2 separate regions of the Pan troglodytes genome follow, and region 1 is linked to region 2. The links are chromatin contacts, called in public HiChIP or PLAC-seq maps. All regions are on one chromosome and are shown on one strand. Each heading gives the region's core, a stretch centred on a gene start, on an enhancer-like site or on the middle of the called end of the contact. The rest is flanking DNA. Distances are from core to core; before and after follow the strand shown. Region 1 holds the start of ZNF860 (zinc finger protein 860). Region 2 holds the start of STT3B (STT3 oligosaccharyltransferase complex catalytic subunit B).

Region 1 (7,003 bases), core at 4,050-6,549, 450 kb after region 2:
AGAGACAGAGTCTTGCTCTGTTGCTCAGGCTGGAGTCCAGTGGTGTGATCATAGCTCACTGCAGCCTTGACCTCTTGTGCTCAAGCAATCCTCCCACCTCAGACCCCTGAGCAGCAGTGACTACAGGCCTAAGCCACCACCACTGGCTAATTTTTATATTTTTATTTTGTGGAGACAGGGTTTCACCATGTTTCCCACGCTGGTCTGGAACTCCTGGGCTCAAGCAATCCTCCCACCTCGGCCTCCCAAAGTGCTGGGATTACAGATGTGAGCCAATGCACCCAGCTTTGTCTTCCTTAATCCTAGTCAAGATTTGTTGTCATTCAGCATTTTATTGAGTTCTTACAACCCTGCCAATCACCAAAAAAAGAATTGAAGGTTGGTTCCACGTTTGCAGTGTCTTCTTTTCTCCAAATAAGAAAAAGTGAATGGCAATGGCAACCGTTAGATATTTAAATAACAATTTCTAGATCCAATTAGAAATTATTTCCTCAAATACTTGATATTATGAGCAACTCCAAAATAGTTCCATTTTAGTTTGAGAGTAAAGTTTGACTTAGGGCAAATGAAAGTTCATACGGCCACTTTCTTACTAGGGGTAAGCACCTCAAACTGAACACAGTCCAAACAGAACTCTGGGCCAAGCCTCACCCTCCCCACAAACACATTCCCCTCCTGTGATCCTCATCTCCACAAAGGACGTCTCAACCTCCCAGCCTCTCAGGCCCACAAATCAAGAGTTATTCTTGCCCCTCTCTCACCTCCACATCAAATTCATCAGCAATTTCCATCCTCTCCACACCAGATCTATCCCTTCTCTCCAGCTCTCTGCCAACCCCCAGCCCAGGCCGCCAGCATCTCTTTCCTGGACCACTCAGATGGGCTCCTAACTGGTCTCCCTGCTTCATGCTTTGGCCCCTTGAAAATCTCATCTCTACACAGCAGCCAGAGTGACCTAATAAGTGTCACTTCCCTTCCTAAAATCCTTCTGGGCCACCAGAACCCAGTCTGAAATTCTAATCCTGGCCAACTAGGTGCTATGTCATCTGCCTCCCCAAGTTCTTGAGGTTTACTCTCCCCATGGTTCACTCTGTATGAGTGATAAGATGGGTAATAAGAGAGTACTCTAAGTGAAAATGTGAATAGCAGTAAAAACACTAGACTCACACTTATTCCTGCAAATACTTGCCTTTATCTCATCACCTTTTTTTAACCTTCATAGCACTTGCCACTTTCTGGATTTTTTATTGTTGTTCATTTATATCAATGCATTTACTCTTCAATGCCATCCTGTAAATCTATACAATGTTATTATGCCTGAAATATTTTCTTTAAATATCTATAATAATGAATGACAGAAAGCCCTTAATGCATGTTTTCCCCATACTCTAAGTATTTCACATTCTCATCCAGTGAGTGTGAGCCAAATGTCCTGAACTTACTCTCCTGAGTTGAGCACATTCCCATCATACAGTGTTCTTCTCTGTGACCTCTCTTTATGTCGTTTATTTTGTGTTCTGGCCCAAACTGCCTTCCTAAGGGCATGAGGATGAGGCTACAAATAAAGGCAGAATATGATGCCAAGTGTTAAAATATAAGTTTTACAGCAACTTGAGAACATGCAAGAGGACACCAGGGTACAAACTGTTAGTGGGTGATTGGTATTAAGTCCTGGGAGCTGGTGAAGAGCACTACAATTGCACAGCAGCCTGAGAGGATGAACCAAGAACTTGGTTGCTATAGATTTGTCATTAACTGTGGGCACTTTGAAAAGAACTGCCAAAGGAAGATGCTATGAGGCCCAGAAAGAAAGGCAGCATGAATCAGTTGGCTATTTGTACTAAGGCATTTCCCTGGACCAGGGAAGGGTGGTAGCTCCAGCTCCTAGAACAGTTCCTGCCACATAGTAGGTGCTCAATAAACCAGTCTCTGAATAGATAATTGAACAAATGAATACATTTTCAAAGTTTCTATTTTTATTCTCTTCTCTCTTCCTTTTCGCTAATCCATCTGTCCCTTCATGAGACCCCTAGAGAAGGGAGAATTTTGCAAGCACAGAGTCATCGTAAATCTTCTCCAAACCACTAATGGACCCTCAGCCATCGTTCAAAGAACAAAATGTGGGAAATAGAAACCCTGACACTGAGATGTTAACAATTACAGATGATGCTTATGGAGTCAGTGGTAGACTTGGAAAACGGTGAGTCTACTGTGGTAAGAACAAACATAGGCAGACAGCTATAAATTGCAGTAAACAAACTCAATAAAGATGAGACATCACTTAAGCATGCTCCGGAGTGTACTTAATACCACATTTCACCTAGGTAGCCTGCAATCACATAGGTATTATTATTGGCATTAAATATGCTTCTTCTCAACCTTGCCTCCAATCTAAACACCACAATAGGTTTAAAATAATGCAAAAGAATGTTACTCCAATGCCTCCTAAATCCACTCCAAATAACAAATCCTTTAATACAGACTGCAAGGTAAAATATTGTTCCCCAGCAAGTAAATAATAAAATAACTGTAATCCAGGGTAAAAGCTTTGCTGGCCTCATAAGCTACTTGAAGAAAAAGCATTAAAAGTGATTGCTCAACACACCAACAAAATGCTGTTACTGACAAGGCACCTTGAGTTGCCATTAACAAGACATAATTACCAAGAACTGAAATCAGATTTAGTCATCTCATATCTCCCTCTACCTACGCATTCTACCTATTCTTTTTCAGCTTTCACGAATTGAAAGGGGAAGGGAGAGGCAACAGCAGACACTAGGACTATTTTGAGAAATAAAAGGATTCAAAAGTTAAGTGCAACTTCCACTAACATAGTAACACATCTCCCAGGAAGCCCAGGTGACTCAGAAAGTCCTATATGTAGAATATCAATATAGAAACAACTCAGTTTCCATACTTCAAAAGTCCTCTTCCTCCAAGTTGAGTTTTGTGCAAATAACTGGCTGATATGTTTCAGATGGAAGCAAATCTGAACATTTCCAAACAATCTACAGGAAGAGATAACCAAGTAATATAGTCCATGCAGCAGAGATAAGCAACTTTCCAGGGTATAATTCAAATCTCACAAACATCCTTAAGAGCCCCAAGTCTATTAAGATCTGGAGACTGTTAAATAGGCAGGACAAAATATCCCACCAACCACCTCTCCAAAAAGCATTGTTCTCCTCGCACTGACCCTTGTATTTCCCTCTGGCTTGTTTTTGAGAAACAAATTGAAAAAAAAAACAAAAACAAGAAGTAAACAGTAGTGCCACATCTGTTCTTGTCTTCCTCACGATGGCAGATCACACACACTACCACCATTCCAAGTGCCTCCTGAGCCCCTTTCCTCGACAGCCCCATCCTTCCACTTGTCCATAACTAGGCTTCTCAACTGCAAGGGGGAAGTGAGCAGGAAACTTCAAATGGGACCTGAAGAGGAAATAATGATAATAATGTAAATTGCTACTAATATTAAAAGGGGGAGGGTATTTTTTCTTTCTTTCTTTTTATTTTTTTATTTTATTTTATTTTATTTTTTGAGTCGGAGTCTCGCACTGTCGCCCCGGCTAGATTGCAATGGCGCGATCTCGGCTCACTGCAACCTCTGCCTCCGGGGTTCAAGTGATTCTCCTGCCTCAGCCTCCGGAGTAGCTGTAATTACAGGCGCGCCGCCACGCCCGGCTAATTTTTTTTATTTTTAGTAGAGACGGGGTTTCACCATGTTGGCCAGGCTGGTCTCGAACTCCTGACTTCCTGATCTGCCCGCCTCGGCCTCCCAAAGTACTGGGATTACAGAGGTGAGCCACCGCGCCCGGCCTCTTTCTGTTTTTAAACAAAACTTCCATTACAGACATCGGAGGCTGCAAGGCACAAACTGGGGCAGGAGTATGCACAGTCGCCCAGGATGACAAGTGGCAGGTTTTTTGTTGATGTTGGTGGTGTTCTGAAACACCAAACTTTAAAATGAACTGTTATTTAGAGAATTACTGTAATCGGAGCGGACGTGCTAACGCTTTTTCACCCCGGCACAAAGCACGCCCCTTCTGCCTCCCTTTCCCAGTCATTCTTCAGGCGTGCGGGAAACCGCGGACAAGCAGAGCACGCGGACCAGCACGATCCTCCTGCCACCACTCCAGTCTCTGCAGGTGCCAGCATAGAAGAAAACCAGGGCTCTCGCCTCCCTCCCCGCCACTGCGGTGCGGTCCCGGGGTGGAGCCACGGCGCGCCCCATCCTGAGAACCCCACCTGGAGGGGAGCAGGGACGCAGGAAGGGCACCGTTGGGAGGCATCACCGGGTTCGCTGAAGGCACAATCGCGCGCGCGCACACACATACACAACACACATACACACACACACGCGCGCGCGCGCACACACACACACACACAGCGGCGCGCGGTGGCGCGGGCGGCTGGCGCGTTACCTGTTCTGCCAGCCCTGGAGGAGGTTGGTGTATTTGCTGAGCACGCCCTCGAGCGCCGGCTCCCTCCTGCGGCCGCCTCCCCCGGACGGGCTAGCGGCCACAGAGCCCGGGCTGCTGCGGCTTCCCCCGCCGCCGAGCCCGGCCGCCGCCGACCGGCTGGAGACCCCCCGGCCCGCCAGAGAGCAGGAGGGCGAGGAGCCCGCCGAGGTAGCACGGCTGCTGCTGCGGCTGCTGCTGTTGCTACCCCCGCCGCCGTCTGTGCCCTGGGCTGCCCTCTCCATGGTCCGTGCGCGCCCGGGACGCGGGTGCCCGCCGCGGTGGCGGCCCCGGCACGGCGGCTGCTGCTGCTGCTACAGCTCCGGGCGCCCGGGCCGCGCGTGGCTGCTCCAAATCCCCGGGAAATGCCTGACTCATACAGGAGGAAGAGGAGGAGGAGGCGAAGGAGAGCTGGGAAGGAAGCCAACGGGGCTGGATGCAGCTGCGGCCGCCCCTCCTCCCGTCGCGGCCAGGGCCCGGCCCCTCCCTCCGCACTAGTTTCCCGGGCAAGTTCGGAGCGGGTGGCCGGCTAGGCGAGCCCTCTTCGGGTTCCTCCTTCTCTTCCTTCGTGTCCCTGCGGCCTCTCAGGCCCTCGGGACACCCTAGGAGGCCGATCTGCAGGGTGGGCACGCCCTAAATCCACGCCAAGTCACCCACGCATTCCTTCTGCCACCCTCTCTTGGATCCGAAGGGGCGAAAGGGAATCTCTGCACGTCACTCCCCACCCCTTATCCACCTCGGGACCTGGAGGGAGGGGCAGCCCCACCCACCCGGTCCACCCGGATATGGACCCGCCCGGCCTGACAGGCTCACACGCACACTCCCTCTCTCGGTCTTCCGCACACGATCCTGCGCCAGACGCTCCTACACAGTAACCTGGAAATTATCACCGGCGGAGCAAAGTCACAGCTCAGGGAGGCCCTCCGCGTTGTCTGGCGGAGGAGGGGAGTGGCAGGTGATCCTCACAGGTAAGCTCGCCGGGCATTTTCATGCAGCAGGATTATGATAAATGCTTAACAGACACACTGCTGTGCTGGGGTGAGGTGCGCGAACTCTCAGGTTTGTGCGAGTGCTTCCTTAAATTGAATGTCCTAGGTCACTCACTGGCCTAACCTAATCCCCTGCCCTGAATGGCACGCATAAACCTGGCAAGTCAAAACCTATCCATTGTTACCACACTGCACGTGCACCTAGGAGCAGAGGCTCTGAAACCCGGAAAACTGCTCCGGAGGCAAGGGAAATTAACAGATATTTACAAACATTGATGGATTCTCTGTGTTGGCTGTAACTTCTGCGCCCCTCTTCCTACCTAAAGATACTCTTTCTATCCCACTAATATTTTTTGTGAATATAGATATCCATTGTAATCTGAAGTATCAAAAATTACCTAGAAAAAAGCTTTGAGGAACTCAGACTCTCTCTCACACACACACACACACACACACAGACAAAACAAAAGGTGATAGATGATAGGTGATCTCCGTCCAAAGGATCTACAAACCCATCAAGCAGATAAATACTTCAACAGTTAAAAAAAATTACTAAATGGAAGAGTCAGCTCTCAAAGGGACAGTTCCCCGAGCCCAACCCCTTTCTAGCTTCACATCCTTCCAGGAAGATTTCATGGGTGGTTTAGCTCTAGAGATGCACGGAGAAGCTTCTGGAGTTGAAGAGAAGTGGTTGTGCCCCTGAGTAAATTACAATTCCAGGTGCCTACATAGTGTTAAAAAAAAAAAAAATCTGGGGTGGAGACGGGGTTTCGATGTGTCGGCCGGGCTGGTCTCCAGCTCCTAACCGCAAGAGATCTGCCAGCCTCGGCCTCCCGAGGTGCCGGGATTGCAGACGGAGTCTCGTTAACTCAGTGCTCAATGGCGCCCAGGCTGGAGTGCAGTGGCGTGAACTCGGCTCGCTACAACCACCTCCCAGCCGCCTGCCTTGGCCTCCCTAAGTGCCGAGATTGCAGCCTCTGCCTGGCAGCCACCCCGTCTGGGAAGTGAGGAGCGTCTCCGCCTGACCGCCCATCGTCTGGGATGTGAGGAGCCCCTCTGCCTGGCTGCCCAGTCTGGAAAGCGAGGAGCGTCTCTGCCCGGCCGCCATCCCATCTAGGAAGTGAGGAGCCCCTCTTCCCGGCCGCCATCACATCTGGGAAGTGAGGAGCGTCTCTGCCCGGCCGCCCATCGTCTGAGATGTGGGGAGCACCTCTGCCCTGCCGCCCCGTCCGGGATGTGAGGAGCGTCTCTGCCCGGCCGCCCCGTCTGAGAAGTGAGGAGACCCTCTGCCTGGCAACCGCCCCGTCTGAGAAGTGAGGAGCCCCTCCGCCCGGCAGCCACCCCGTCTGAGAAGTGAGGAGCGTCCTCCCTCCTCATCCGGGAGGGAGGTGGGGGGGTCAGCCCCCCGCCCGGCCAGCCGCCCTGTCCGGGAGGTGAGGGGCGCCTCTGCCCGGCTGCCCCTACTGGGAAGTGAGGAGCCCCTCTGCCCGGCCAGCCGCTCCGTCCGGGAGGGAGGTGGGGGGGTCAGCCCCCCGCCCGGCCAGCCGCCCCGTC
Region 2 (7,486 bases), core at 421-2,920:
AGTTTTGGTACCTAATTCTCTTGCCTAAATTTCTGTAAATGCTTCCTTATTGGTTTCTCTGCATCCACTCTCACCCTTTCCAGTACATCTTTCATACTACCTGTCAATTTTTTTTCTTCCATCAACCAAGTCTGATCATGTTATTGTTGTTCAAAATGTTTCAATGAATCCCAGCTGCTTACAGAATAATAAACTCCTTTACCAGGCAGACAAGTCCTTAATAATCTGGTTCTTATCTCTCTTTCAGTCTCATCTCCCAATGCACCTTCATTAATATTAAACTTTGTGTATTAATTTGAAGGACTTCCTTGTTCCTTCTTGGAATCCCCCATCCCTCTTCCTAGTGTGTCTTGTGAACTTCTGCTCACCCCTCAAGTTTCAACTCAAATACTCCCTTCCCCTGGAAGCTGGGCCTCTGATGTCACACCATTCTGCTCATGATGTTGTACCCATAGTGTTTGACTGACTCCTGAGAGATTTGAACTCAGGAGGATGTTACAAGCACCTAGCAGGATTAGAACCTCAAGTGCAAAGGGGCAAACACATTCAAGCTTCATCACAAACTGTAAACCATTTTTCCATGTTGATAGGCTAGAAATTGTGAATTCACAATGCTGCAATTTATTTTTATGGGTTCTCTAGTGGTTCCACAATAGCATATTCCTCACAAAAGTAATCTCTGAATTCTCAGGTAGAGCTTTTACTGGTCTCCTCTCCAAAATGCTTTTCACATTGCAGCCTTGGTAATCTTTTCAAAACACACATCTGATCAACTCTCTCCCTCTATCTCAAATACACCACATGCTGCTTAAAACCCTTTATGGCTTCTCAATATTCTGAAGTTAACATGAAGCAAAAAACACCTCTTAAAAGGACCTACACTACCCGGCCATTCCTTTGACTCCTACTGCACCTTGTCCCACTGTCTGCATTGCAGCCACTTTTCTGGGATACTCGTATGCCTCCCCTGCCCCACTGCAGTGCCTTTGCACGTGCTTCTCTGTCTATATAACGCGTTCCATTCTCCTTCTCCTCGTCCGTTCATCATCACTTCCAGTGCTGCTTCCTCAGGGTAATGTTTCTCATCCTTCTGGTGTAGATCAAATTCCCCATGTGCCTGTCCTCCACAGTGTTTGTCACCCTGCATTTTGGTCCTGAACCATCTGATGATGTGGTTAATACCTCCCTTCCTAGGGCTGGCTGGTGAACTCTGTGAGAGTAGGAGCTATGTCTTTCCTGTTCCTAGCTGAATCCCCATGCATCCCAGTTCACTCACAGTGGTCGGCATAAAGGAGTTCAATATATACTTGCTCAATGAATGAGTGAATAAATGAAGGTCAAAAATCAAGGGGTTTTCGTAGGGCTTTTCACCTTTACCACTACCCTGTATTTGCACGTTCCTTAACAATTTCCTAAAATGCTTTCAGATAAGCTTTTTTAATATTAACAACTGACTTTAAGAGCAGAAAGGGCAACCCATGCAGGTGACTTGTCCAATGCTACATGACTAGTGAGCAACAATTTGGGACTATTTCACTTGGTCACTTTTCAGACCAGGCCTATGGCCATTAAACAGCCAAAACAGGAAGCAAAAGAAGATAACGTAGAACTTACTAGGGAATAGATACACAAAGACAATAAAATAGAAATATCCAAACAAATTAAAATAAAAACACAAATTTTATTTTAGACTGATAAAACTTTGGTTCAGGGAACACAGACAAAAATCCTCTGCTGTCATTTCAGCATGTACCGTTTGGGCTACGAGGAAAAGCATTTCATCTTTCTCTGTATAACAGAGGCAGTTAATATTTTATCCTAATTCTCATTAAAATGTGTACGTTCAATAAATGTCGGCTATTAAACTGTTGGTGAGAAAGTCTATTTCTGGAAACCTTTTCATTATTTCCTTAATAAGACTATTTATGGTTTTTTTAAGGAAACAGGACAAAACGTAACCACTTAGCAGGTTAAAAGGGTAGCTGGAGTTGCCTTACTTTCAAAGAGCTACCTCAAAATAACTAGGGTTCATTTATCTAATATTTTAAGACTTCTATTAATATTGAAACACAATTTGTAGTTAAAGAGAAAAATTTAAATCACCTAAGAAAATAATTCAGGGCCTTTATAGTTTTACATTAATATGCCCTTTAATATCCAGATGTTACTTACCTAATAAAATGTACAATTAGCTGTGAATTGACATGAACAAGTATTTACTGAGCACCGATTACGCCGAAAGCTCCGTACTTTCTATGGGGTTTATATCAGAGCAATTCGAGACTCCCCACTACCTCACTTAGTTTAAGCTCATTTTGCCCTGAGTTTATCTGGTAGCACTTTATTTTAGCGGACAAGGAGGGAAGTGGGGAAAGGAAAGGAATTATAAAAATACAAGGTAGACGTGCACAAGAACCTTCGTTCTATTATTATTTAGTAAAGTGAGAACTGGAAACAGCTTAACGTCCAGGGTAAGTTAGTTTCACTCACTCGACGGAATGTATGCAGCCGTTAATGTATTTCTGCATTTTCCCATATTTCCAGTGAACAGACAGTACTTTCGCAATTCGGAGTACAAACGAAAAAGGGCGAGAGAAGGTCGCATTTTGCCTGCCGGAGCTAGGGGCGCGCTTGCCGGTTCCAACGAGTTTTCGGTGTCGGAAAACTTGTCTTTGCTCACATTCTCGGATTCCCGCGGCCGCAGAAGCCGGAGGCGGGACGTGAAGCGCAATGAGCAAGGTAGGCTGTGTCACTGCCGCCACGGGCTCATTCGCAACGCCAGTCGAGGAGCGCCACGGGCGGCTGAACCCCTCGGCCCGACCCACGCGCCGAGGGCTAGGATAATGCGCCTGCGCGGCCGTCACGTGGTGAGGGCTCCGCGCAAAGCGGGTTAAAAGTCACGACCGCGGAGAGCCCGCGAGCGTCCTGCTGGTCGGTGCGGCGCTTTCCGCGTCCTTTAAGACGAGTTTGACCGAGGCCGCTCCGCAGTTCCCGCCCCTCGGCCCAGCTCAGCTCCATGAACCTAGCGGAGCCGCCTAGTACCCTTTCTCGCCGACCGCACAGGCGCGCGAAACCGCGTCTTTCAACTGACAATGAAGCCGTAGCCGCGCAGCTCGGCCACTCCGGGCGAATCGGCGCGAGGCCGGGATGGGGCGGGGGAGGGGGAGACGGTTGGGTCAAGCTCCGCCCCAGCTCGCGCCCCTATTGGTGGGCGCAGCGGTTCTGGGCCCGCCCCCTAACGGACCTGTCGCTTTGTGACAGGCGGAGGGGCCAGTTCCTGTCAGGCCGGGGGCGGAGTCAGAGGATGCTTGAGCTCCGCCCGGACTCCAGGGGGCTCCTCCCCCTGCTCCTCTCGGCTGGGCGGGCGGCGGGCTAGAGAGGGAATGTCATTGCTTCTCAGAGCCGTGGTGCCGCCTCCGTCTGCTGCTTCTTCTCTGGCGCCCTCGTCCCGTCGGCTTTCGCCGCCGCCGCCGCAGCTGCACTGGGGATACGGATGGCTAGTGGGGCGCCGGGGCCATCTGGGTTGAGAGAGCGGCGATCGCGGCCGCTGCTGAGGCGGAGACTCCCCGCCGCCGCTTCCTCCACCCCCAGCCCGCCGGCCTCGCGGCGCTGAGGGCGGGAGCGCGCAGAGCTCTTCCCTCCTCCTCCTTTTTCTTCCTCCTCCTCCTCCTCCTCCGGGTCCCCGCCCAGCACCCCTCGCACCAGGCGGCGGCGGCGGAGGAGGAGAGCTAGACCCGCCGCCGGGGCACAACATGGCGGAGCCCTCGGCCCCGGAGAGCAAGCACAAGTCGTCCCTCAACTCGTCCCCGTGGAGTGGCCTCATGGCCCTGGGAAACAGCCGGCACGGCCACCACGGGCCCGGGGCCCAGTGCGCGCACAAGGCGGCGGGCGGCGCGGCGCCGCCGAAGCCGGCCCCGGCGGGGCTGTCCGGGGGGCTGTCGCAGCCGGCTGGGTGGCAGTCGCTTCTCTCCTTCACCATCCTCTTCCTGGCCTGGCTTGCCGGCTTCAGCTCGCGCCTCTTCGCCGTCATCCGCTTCGAAAGCATCATCCACGAGTTCGACCCGTGGTAAGTGCCTCGCCGCCCCTCCCCCGCCCGTGGCCCGCGGGGAACCGGGACCCGCTCCTCTGCCCGCCGCAGCTCTCCTCGACTTGGCCCCGCGCCGCCGCGGAGCCCCGCTCGCGTCCTGGCTGAGGCCGGCGCGGATCCCGGAGCTCCGGGCGCGCCCCCTGCCCGTGGGCGAAGTTTGCCCCGTGCAGCCTGAGGCGGGGCGTCGGGGTCCGGGAGCGAAACCTTGACTCTCGGCCGGGCTAGTGTGAAGACTGCCAGGAGTGTGGGTGCAGCCGCCAGGAGTGTGGGTGCAGCCGCCGGGAGTGTGGGTGCAGTCCCTCGCAGCCCGCTTTGGTCGCTGAGTCCGGACCCGCCACGCCAGGAGCCGGCAGGTAGTTCCTCCGCGGACTGTCGGCCGATTCCCCGCCCTCCTCGCCCGCTGCTTTCGCGTTCTTTCATTTTTGCGGGCGCGTTTTTGCTAGTTCAGACGGAGTCGGCCAGGGGGGCTGCCCTGTTGTCGCTGGAGGTGGGTCCAGATGTGCCGGAACCCCGGCTGCTCACCCTTGCAGTTTTACGCTTTTACTGTTTCTTTTTATGCTCTCATGATACGAGAAGGGAAAAGGAGAGTCAGTGGGGTGTTGGAGGGAAGGAAATAATACCCCTGAAAGTGATCTGAAAGCTAGCTACTCTTATTTATTTATCATTAGGTATTTTAAAGAGTGGCTTTTTTTCAGAGCTCTTAAGTGCACTCAGCACCTTACTGTTTCACTATCGTCTTGGGTTGCTTTTTAGAACAAGATCCTTACCCTGTTAGCCACTGTCACCCTTAGTGTGTTATGCACAGTACCTGAAAGCATTGCATTAGTTCCTTTATTGGTCTGCAGGAAGGTTTGTGGATAAGAGCAAACAGTACCACGGTGATGGGAGTCCTAGATTGTAATACCGAAGTTGCACATGGTGTAAGGGACAGACCTGAATGTTTTAGGAAATTACCCCACTCTTAACAACACTAGCTAACTTAGACACTACATTGGTCTGTGAATTATCTAGATGGGAAGATTGCTTTAACTTTTTTTCGCAACTTGCCCAACCCGAGTTAGGATTTTTCCCCCTGAGTTAGGATTTTCCCCTCTGAGAGTATGCCTTTTAAACTAGTGTTATCTTATTGACCTGTCAACCTTGAGTTAATCTTACTTCCTCACAGTTAGACCTAACTAAATTTCAGGATATTTGTTTTATCATTTGAGAATGAAAGAGAGAGAGTCTTTTTTGAGAGTTACTAACTATATAGATAATAAGTGTTCGGGGGGAGGGGGGCAGTAACTTACCTGTATAGTAATATACCAGATTTAAGTTCTGCATTATGGAGAGAAAAATTGGTACTGCAACATCTATTGAACACCAGAGGGGCCCACTCATGGACAGTTCAATTTAGATCAGTTAATTACTGTGACAGTCTTCCATGAAATGTTTTCATTCCATTTTAGAAGTTTTGATTTTGTTTTCTAACACTAGTTTTTTAAAAAAATAACCTTTTTGTTAACGTGCAATCACAGAAGAAAATATGTTAGTGTAGACTATTTATGAGCCTAAGAATACCTGTGAAGGCTTATTGACACAATATTATTAGGTGGTCTTGTTTTGAAACACTTAAGCAAGTTAGATAAAAATGAAATTGGAACCAGAAAATGAAAACTAGTATTTACTGGACAATATGAAAAGAGAAAGTTCTCTTTTCAGATTAAAATAGCAGAAATGCATGGTTGACCAAACATTTCAGGTAACAAAATTGTGAATATTTCCATAGTAACATTTTTACAAATGGAAGGCTAACTACTGTTTAATAGTAACTCTGGGGCTGAAATTAAAGATTGCAGAAAAATTCACTACTGAATGATGAGATTTTGGTCATTTTTCCTTAAGATTAGAAATCTGCATCAAGTCAGCCAAAGATCCCCACTAAAATTGAGTAATGCAATAATGAAAAGGCTCAACAGATAAAGTGGCTAATTTTTTTATTTTTTATTTTTATTATTATTATTTTTTAGTGTAGCTAAGTATTAAAAGTTTCCTTTTCCAGCTTCAGTAGTGTGGTTGGAGGGCATAATTCTTTTTCATGCACATGAAAATATGTTTTGGTCGGGCGCGGTGGCTCACGCCTGTAATCCCAGCATTTCGGGAAGCCGAGGCAGGTGGATCACCTGAGGTCAGGAGTTCGAGACCAGCCTGGCCAACATGGTGAAACCCCCTCTCTACTAAAAATACAAAAATTAGCCGGGAGTGGTGTCGGGCGCCTGTAATCCAGCTACTTGGGAGGCTGAGGCAGGAGAATCTCTCGAACCCGGGAGGCGGAGGTTGCAGTGAGCCGAGATCGCGCCACTGCACTCCAGCCTGGGCAACAAAGAGCGAAACTCCGACTCAAAAAAGAAAATATGTTTTGCTTCATTTTTTATATATATGAAAACGCATTTCTGACACATTATCATTTAGCTAAATTTGTACCATTTGAAAGTATACATCTCTGTTTTAAAGAGCTACTTAATTTAGGTATTCTGCATGTAGTTTTAATGTTGACATTTCTTAATTAAATGTTTATATTCATAATGTTAGATAATCTTGCTTAGTAGTAAGGAGATTTGTATAATAATGGACTGTCCCTGTGCCTTACCGTGAATGGAGATTTGTCAGTATGAATCTAATATAATGTCTAATTCAGGTGACTTAATGAGAGAATCAGGTTTCAGACAAAAAAAAAATACCTTGTTCTTGTTTTTTTTTTTCATGTCTTTTGAAGATCTCACGCAGTTAGGCATCTCATTCATTCTTATCTGATTCTTACAGTCATTCTTTTTGAAAAGGTTAAAAGGAGGGGGATGTGTAGATTGCCTGCCATTATTACTTTGGGCTTTTAAAGCTTTTTGGGGCTTTTAAATCTAGTTTTCTTCTATAGCTACTAATAGTCGCAACACTTTAACCGGTCTGTAGCTGAACACTCTAGTGTTTCTAGTTTGGGAGTTGCTCAGATCACCGTCATATCATATAGCAATGGCACAGACCTTTAATAATATTTAAATGTTACTCTCAGGCTGTGCTTCCACAAACCGATTTATTCTGGCCTGCTCATACCTTCCCTGACCTCTTTTTCCATATCTCTATCAATGGTTTCATTTCTGCAAGTCGTTTTAGTGAAGAGTTTACTTTCTCTGTGAGCTATTTCTTTAAATTTTACAGTAGTTCTTAAATTGTGTAAAAGACTCAAGTTAGCTGCTGAAAGTGACTTCTTGTCACAGAGTTATACTTGTTTTTTAAATTTGTCACCCAAGTTATTTTATTTATCTTACCAGTTGTCATAAGGGGTGGTGTGTGATTTATTTATTGAAGTACACTGCACTTTTTTAGCATTTAGCAACATTTTTGGTAACAATTTGACTTCACTTT

The links. HiChIP or PLAC-seq counts read pairs in DNA pulled down with a chosen protein or histone mark.
Region 1: an H3K4me3 HiChIP or PLAC-seq map of stem cell-derived excitatory neurons shows a contact between it and region 2, with 5 times the contacts expected there. The contact joins the promoter of ZNF860 here to the promoter of STT3B in region 2. A contact is called at or near these places in 1 of 7 Hi-C or Micro-C datasets (stem cell-derived neural progenitor cells) and 1 of 1 datasets of contacts at active chromatin or transcription factors (stem cell-derived excitatory neurons).

What each region holds. Positions count from the first base shown.
Region 1 is chr2:35,991,280-35,998,282 of NHGRI_mPanTro3-v2.0_pri, forward strand. ZNF860 (zinc finger protein 860) reads left to right here and starts at 5,300. Exons shown (of 2, transcript XM_516348.8): 1 at 5,300-5,428. It overlaps OSBPL10 (oxysterol binding protein like 10), which reads right to left and starts at 4,806. Exons shown (of 12, transcript XM_003950045.5): 1 at 4,425-4,806. The coding sequence starts at 4,705.
Region 2 is chr2:35,542,561-35,550,046 of NHGRI_mPanTro3-v2.0_pri, forward strand. STT3B (STT3 oligosaccharyltransferase complex catalytic subunit B) reads left to right here and starts at 1,671. Exons shown (of 15, transcript XM_024355355.3): 1 at 1,671-4,066. The coding sequence starts at 3,753.